Linked DNA regions of Bos taurus: region 1 is linked to region 2. The links are chromatin contacts, called in public Hi-C maps. All regions are on one chromosome and are shown on one strand. The core of a region is the stretch at or near the end of the contact, and the rest is flanking DNA. Distances in the headings are between cores, read along the strand shown.

Region 1 (3,836 bases), core at 1,214-3,713, 150 kb after region 2:
GCCTTTCATTTAAAGTCAATTAAGTTATGATCTTATGAAGATTTTTGTATCTTTGCAAAACTGATGAGTTCAGGAGCCCAAGTCTAGAGTATCTCTTGGGAGTTTGAGAGTTCTACCAATATATTTTAGTTTTTGTTTTTTTTTAATTGAGGTATAGTTGATGTATAGTTTTAAATGTTTCAGGTACACAGCACAGTGATTCACAATTTTTAACAGTTATACTACATTTAAATTCACTATAAATTACTGGCTGTATTCCCTGTGTTGTACAATATTTGTTTTAGTTTAGTTGTTTCATTATGGTGTTGCTTATAACATTTTACCACATATTAAATTAAAACTTCTCTTTTGCTAGTATAATTCATCACCAAGAAATATTCTTAAAATGAGACTTTTCTTTTTTTAAAAACTTTTTTATTGTGGCAAAATATATATACCATAAAACTTAACCATTTTAGCCATTTTTAGGCACATAGTTCAATGGCATGAAGTACAATCACATTGTTGTGTAGACTTTATTTAATCAGTACTTCTTAAACTGGAATTCTCAAGAGTATTTGTAAATTTTAAAAGAACATTTTTTTCCTTTAAAAAGGGTTTATATATTATTCAGGATTAAGAATCAGTATTCTAGTTAATAAATTCCTCTTACAATATAGAATATTTTTCTCTTGATAAATGAGAATTCTTTCCTTGGTTAATAGTCTGACATAGAACATTATGGTTTTTCCCTTTTTTACCTAGAAATGTGGAACAAAATTTAATTTTTAAGATGGTAATCATTTTCTCTGTTCCCAATATAATTATTTGCCTATATATTTCTTTTGTTGTTCAGTTGCTCAGTCATGTCTGACTCTTTGTGACCCCCATGACTACATCAGGCCAGGCCTCCCTGTCCTTCACTATCTCCTGGAATGTGCTCAAACTCATGTCCATTGAGTTATGCCATATATTTATTTTCTTTTAATTATAAATTGTCCTGTGATTTATATTATATTTTGAAATTATTTTATTAAGTAGATACTATATAAATTTTAAATGCACACTGAAATTTTTGGCTCAAAGTAGTAAACTATCAATTACAAACAATTGAATACAATCTAAATTTTAGGGATTTTCTTCAATAGTAGCAACTAATTTTTAAAGTATTTACAATGTGCCAGGGGCTTCCCTGGTAGCTCAGTTGGTAAAGAACCTGTCTGCAATGCAGGAGACCCCGGTTGGATCCCTGGGTTGGAAGATCCCCTGGAGAAGGACATGGCTACCCACTCCAGTATTCTGGCCTTGAGAATTCCCTCGACTGTATAGTCCATGGGGTCGCAAAGAGTCGGACACGACTGAGCAACTTTTACTCACAATGTGCCAGGGCATTGTGCTAATCAATTTATTGTGAATTATACAGTAAAATCTTATGATGTAGGTACTATCATCACCGCCCCCCCACCTTCAGACTTTCAAAGAAATGAAAAAGTCTTCCCAATGTCGTGAAGCGGTTTTCTTAGGACTCAAGTCTTGCTGAACTCCAAGTCCAGACTCTTAACCATAATAATGCACATTATATCCCAAGCTACATATTCTGCTTTGCATTACTGATGGTTTTTCTGAGATTCTTTGTGGGAGAGTGCTCACTACTTCTCCCAACGAAGCAGAACTCTGTCTTCTAACAAACTTTTGCCCTTGCAACAAATTTCCTACCAGGTGTGCGCTCAGGGCAGTCCTAGTCCACCCTCGATCTTGGTTCCGCTACAGAGATTGGTCCCTAAGATCTCAGTCCTTAACAGGGCCCCTCGCCCTCCCACCCTGGCAAACTCAGGAGGGCCCAATCCTCTCAAACTTTGCTCCCTGAGAAGAGCCTGGTCCCTTCAAACCCCGGATTTCCTAACACGGCCCCAACTCCTCAGACTGGAGATCTCGGCAGAGTTTCGTTCCATCAGGCCCTCGTCCCCCAGTTCTCAGACACTGCTTTCAAGCAGGTGCAGTACTTGTACCTCAGCAAACTTCACAGAGACTCCTTCATTACAAAGGATCCATCCCAATCCCCAACTCAGGGCACCTCTCTACTTTTCCCCTCTCCAATTTTTCCTCAGAATAGCTTTTTTTTTTTTTCTATTCTGCTCTTTTTCTCCTTCTTATTCACTCTCCTCAACTTCCCTGACCATCTATCTGGTGGCCAGTTTCAGTTCCAGGAGTGACCCCCCCCCAAACTTACCCGACACCTTCCGAGGAGCGGAGATCTCAAACCGCTCCGTGCTTTACCTCTCACCTTTGCTCAGGCGATCTCCGCTAGACGCTCTCCCCCCTGACTCGCCCCGCCCGGAAAAGAATGTTTCGGCCAGTCTTCAAGCGAAGCCCCGCCCCCTTCAAGTCTATTGGTCTTTGCCCCCAAAAGTCCCGCCTCCCGAGCTTCCAGCCCCGCCTCCCTGCTCCGCAGCCCTTGTTTTCATTCCCCCTGTCACACGAGGCAGTGGCAAGCCCGAAGTGGGAGGAGCGGGAAGAGGGCGGAAAGTGAAAGGCACGGAGCGCCTCTCTTTCCTCCGTCTGACTGGGTTCTCGACTGCTCTGAGACGCCGTTGTATTGTGGGATCGCGGCGCCGTGCCTGAGACGCCCGGATCCGCAGGGGCGCCCACTTGCTAGCGCCTCCTGTCGTCTGTAAGGTTGCCCTGCTGTTCCTCGGCACCCCAACTCCCCTCACCACCCCCATCGCCTCCTCCTCCTCCATCCTCCAGTTCAAAATGGCGGCGGCGGCGGCAGCGGCGGCGGCGATGGCTCCTCCGGGCTGCCCGGGTTCGTGTCCCAACTTCGCCGTAGTCTGCTCTTTCTTGGAGCGCTACGGGCCGCTGCTCGACCTGCCTGAGTTGCCGTTCCCGGAGCTCGAGCGGGTGCTGCAAGCTCCGCCGCCGGACGTCGGCAACGGAGAAGGTAAGCGAGGGGGCCCGAACGCCCGGCGGGAAGCGGCCCTGGCTTGCTCCTTCTCTCTGCTCCCCACAGACACCCCGGGCCTCCGCGGCTCTGTCCTCCCGCTGAGGCGCAGTTCCGCGCGGCCCGTCTCCTCCGCCCAGCCCCCGGGGGTCTCGGGCAGTGGGGAGGCGGGGCGGAGGCCCCGTAGGGCCAACTCCGCCCGGCGCCCGGCAGAGGTGGGGGCGTCGTGGTCTAGGTCTGGGCGCGGGGGATGAGGGGGGGTCATTGTGCTGATCGGCCGCACCGGGGGCTGCTACCCCGCGGTGGGGGCCAGGTCCCTTACCCCTTCTCGTTCTCGTTGGCGGAGGAAGGGGAGCGCAGGTTCCGGCCAGCTTTGCGCTTTTCTCCTCTACCCCTCCCTCGCTCCCTCCCCTCCTCCCACCATCCTCCCTACTATCTCGGGGGAGGCTGGGCTCGTCTTCTCCGGGCGCCCCTTTCTCTCCCTCCACCTGGGTGGGCGGGGGCCAGAGGACACTTCATCTCTCCCTCCCTCTAGTGGGAACTCCCCCGAGAGAGAGTCGGCTCCGGTCTCCTTTCCCTTCCCCTCCAGGGTCGGTTTAACCCCCAAAACTCCTTCTTCGGGAGTCGGGAGGTTTGCTGCTCCTTCATAGGAAGGGGGTCCTCTTCCATTCTCACTTTGGGGGGTGGGTGGTGGTGAAGTCGGTTTTGCTTCTCCGCTTTGGTGGGCAGAGGGTTAATTTCTCCTCCCCCATAGTTTTTCTCCTCCTCCCTGCTCCCCCCCTCCCCCAAATAATAGAAAAGCATCTCTCCACTTTTCCAGTCCCTTCCCCCTTCATCCTGGCAGTAAGGCTTAGGGGAAGAAGTCGCCCTCCCATTTGAAGGGTAGGGTGGGGTGTTTAGTATGTAGGATGGAGGA
Region 2 (3,982 bases), core at 766-3,265:
AAGATGGCAGAAGATTCACCTTCCAGTAGACCTGGAGCTTCATTATATGTTCATTGTAGTATATTAGCATATGCTAAATGACACCCCTACAGGCACCATGACAGTTCTGAGCTCAACCATAAAAGACCAGAAAGTGGGTGGTGGCCCAGTTCCTGGAAATTCCATCCCTTTCCTGAAATAGTTGGAGTAATCCTCCCACTCATTAGTCTATGAGATTACTCAGCCCATAAAAACTAATCACCTCGTATTTCAGGGCCTCTCATCTTATGAGTGGACACACACTCTGTCTTTGGAGGCTGTTCCTCCCAGGTTCGCACTTGCCTTTTGAGACAAGGCATTCTTGTTTATGGGATGTGTATCTCATTCTGTTTATGGGATGTGTATTTCTCTAAATAAATCCACTGCTTACCTATCACTTTGCTTCTTGCTGAAATCTTTCTGTGCTGAGACATAAAGAACCTGAGCTTCAGTAAGTCCTGACACGAGGTGAGCAATTTTAACTGAAAGACAGTGGGTTCAAGTCTCACCTCATGGGTTCAAGTCCCAGTCAGAGTTTTGGCTGGGTTCAAATCCCATCTGAGTTATGTGATCTGAAGCTTTGTTGCTTGATCCTTGGCCTCAGAATTCTTTCCACTCTCCCCTAGCTATCAGATGATAGCTTGATTCATTAAAGGATAGGTAGCTTTTCAATAACTGGAATGAGAGAGCAGGAAAAAGTACCCTAGGCCAGGAGAGGTTTGGAGGGGTGGCATACAGCTTTGTAAGCAGATAGGGTGGGGGGGTCCCTAGAAAAAGATGTAAGAAAAGCCATTTTTGGCTTAAGCCATTGTTTGATCTAAGCCTGACCACAATGCTTGTCCTTGAACAGGTCTCAGTAATTAATTATCTTGAGAGAAGTGAGGGAATGAAGGAACAAAAGAAATACGTTTTCATGTTCCTTGCAGTCAAAAACCAGTTTTTCCTTAAAAATATATATGTAACAATCTGATATATGTCTTTGAGTTCTGCAAGAACTAATGTTCCCCACTCACGTGGAAGATGGAATGATGATGTCGACCCTCCTGACTTCAATCAACTAAAGCTTGGGCCCTGTAAACCTCTGCCCCAATCCAATGCTGAATTCTCCTCTGCGCAAGCGCCTTCATGAATGAATATGCATGCACCCTTAGGCTTCTGTGGTAGGTCAGAATCTGCCTACAGTGCATGACACCTGAGCTTGATCCCTGGGTCAGGAAGATCCCCTGGAGGAGGGGACAGCAATTCACTTCAGTATTCTTGCCTGGAGAATTCCATGGATGGAGTGGCCTGGTGGGCTACGATCAACGGGGTCTCAAAGAGCTGGACACCATCGAGCGACTAATACTTAGCTTAAAGCGTCCCCAGTTTTGCTGTTTGGAGACACTGCTTTGGGGAAGATCGCTTGTGCTGTCCTTACTTGCTGCAAGTAATATGTCCTTGGAACTTTGGTTAGTTGGATCTTCAGGCTTGACACCAACCACAAGGCAAACTCAGTTTTTGAGCAACAGCTCGATCAAAAGGCGAGCACAGGATACAGACAGATAGCAAATACTGAGAACAGCAATGGATGATGGAGCTGTCAGCTTGACCTCTTTATGTTATCTTCTGAGTCAGAATCCTCATACAGCTCCAGGTTTTATCTCTAGCTCTGGATAGCTCCACCTCTGCCCTTTACACTGTAGCACTTCCCCCGACCCTCCGTTTCCCTCCGTCAATCAAACCCAACAGAAAGCCCCCCAAAGCTCCCATTGGCTCCTCCAGCCTTTCCGACCCGCCTCCTCCTGCCAGAAGCCCCGCCCCCTGTGCTACGCTCCGGCTCCGGTTTCCGTTCCTCCCGCTCAGCAGGCGTAGGTCGCTAAATCCAGACGCACAGCGACAAGGCAGTCGAGCAGCCGGAAGCGGCTTCTCTTTCCCGGAACCCCACTGCCTTGTGGGACAGCGGCTGGTTCCTCCCTCCTGGGCAAGCTTTTTCGTATTCCTCTGCCTACCTCAGCCCCGTCGGGTACGGAAGCTGAGAAGGTGTATGGGCAACCATGGCGGCCCATCTGAAGAAGCGGGTTTATGAGGAGTTCACTAAGGTGGTTCAGGTAAGCTCTGGAAGGAAAGGTCTCAGGACTGGTCTGGGAAAGGGGAAGGTTATCCACGCCCAGACACTTTGCCAGAACTGGCGCCACAAAGCTGGGTAGGGTGCCAGTGCTGCCAGTGCTTTGGTAGGCTGCCTCTCTGACTACACGTTAGTGGGCGTGTTCATTGGCCGCTGCTGTTGTCAGTATTAACATGTGAAGTCTGACAATAAAAAAAACTATTAGAAGAAGCAAACAGCAACTTACAATTTACGAAAGTATCTTATCTGTTATCTCATTTTATTCATGTTACATTCAGTTCAGCAGCTCAGTCGTGTCCGACTCTTTGCGACCCCATGGACTGCAGCACGCCAGGCCTCCCTGTCCATCACCAACTCCCGGAGTTTACTCAAACTCATGTCCATCGAGTGGGTGATGCCGTCCAACCATCTCATCCTCTGTCGTCCTCTTCTCCTCCCGCCTTTAATCTTTCCCAGCATCAGGGTTTTTTTTTTTTTTCCCCAATGAGTCAGTTCTTCGCATCAGGTGGCCAAAGTATTGGAGTTTCAGCTTCAGCATCAGTCCTTCCAATGAATATTCGGGACTGATTTCCTTTAGGTTTGACTGGTTTAATCTCCTTGCTGTCCAAGGGACTTCCGAGAGGCTTCCCCAAACACCACATTTCATTAGCATCCTCGTTTTACAAATGAGGACTTTGAGACTTCTGGTGGGGTATTGACAAATTTCCTCCCAACTCCCATTAGCAAAAAAGTGCCCAAAGCCAAATTGGCTGTATGCAGAGCTCTAAGGGTTTGGAAGAGGCATCTATAGGAATCCTCAAGATCCAGTCACAGCAGGCGAGGGTCACAGGCTTCATAGGGGTTGAAGTTTTCGTTCGTAGAACAGCTCACTTATAAAGGAGGGCAGTACCATGCTTCCTCCTTTGGAGTTGTTTCAGGACTGAGGGGCCCAAACCGTGTCAACAGTCAGTGATTCTCTATGTATTTCCTCAGAGAGATCGCTAAAGTAGAGGTTGATCCCAAGTCATACGTTGTGTCCTGCTTCTCTGACTTTGTGTATCCAAATCACCTGGGCTCTGTTAAAATGTAGATTCTACTTAGTAAGTGAGTTTTCTGGGGGAGGCAAGGCAATAATCTGCATTTCTGAAGAGCCCCTGGTTAATGTCAGCCAATAGCAGGTTTCCATCCATAGACTTGTGGCCTAGCAAGATTTAGACCATGCAGCAGGACGCTGATCCTTAAATATGTCATTTATTCCTTCAACAAGAGTTTATTGAATAAAGTAGTGGTTATTATGTATCAATATTGGGTATGGTGAAAGGTGCTGAGCTATAAAATCCAAAACACATTAGGGTTTCTGTCCTTTCGGAACTCACAGGCGAGCGAGAGATGTGGAGCATCATATCTGAGATTATAGTACAGAGAGGTAATTGCATCGACAAACCAAGTCTTCCTTACTCTTTTACAACTACTTCTTTTTCTGAAAACTAGCCAAACTCTCTTGCCCTTTGTGATTTAACAGTATTCCTTCATTGCCTTTTTCGTTTTTTTGTGTATGTGACATATTTCCGTTGTGTGTAGGGAAGTTAGTTGGCTTCTTGTTCTTGTTTTTTTTTTTTTTCTGAAAATAACTTTGATACTCACCTTGTCAGTCTTGTTGCTCCTTTTTATGTGAAATTCTTTTTCTTGAACTTTTAGAATGAGTCAAGATTCAGGAAAGCTTTACAGCGCTCCCTCTTCCGTGGCTTGCTTTTTGGGATTTCCTAGCTCTGGATTCCTTTGCCCCCATTTAAAAAACAAATTGTGCCAAATAAACATAACAGGATTTATCATTTTAACCATTTTTTAAGTGTGGAGTTCAATGACATTAAGTCCATTCAC

The links. Hi-C and Micro-C count contacts between places; a contact is called where the count stands out from the background.
Region 1: a contact with region 2 is called in a Hi-C map of skeletal muscle, with 8 times the contacts expected there. The contact joins the promoter of RSF1 here to the promoter of INTS4 in region 2. A contact is called at or near these places in 2 of 11 Hi-C or Micro-C datasets (skeletal muscle and an unstated tissue).

Annotation. Positions count from the first base shown.
Region 1 is chr29:18,186,198-18,190,033 of ARS-UCD2.0, forward strand. RSF1 (remodeling and spacing factor 1) reads left to right here and starts at 2,464. Exons shown (of 18, transcript XM_010820856.4): 1 at 2,464-2,920. The coding sequence starts at 2,734. It overlaps AAMDC (adipogenesis associated Mth938 domain containing), which reads right to left and starts at 2,267. Exons shown (of 4, transcript NM_001037473.2): 1 at 2,210-2,267.
Region 2 is chr29:18,039,179-18,043,160 of ARS-UCD2.0, forward strand. INTS4 (integrator complex subunit 4) reads left to right here and starts at 2,016. Exons shown (of 23, transcript NM_001110065.2): 1 at 2,016-2,105. The coding sequence starts at 2,052.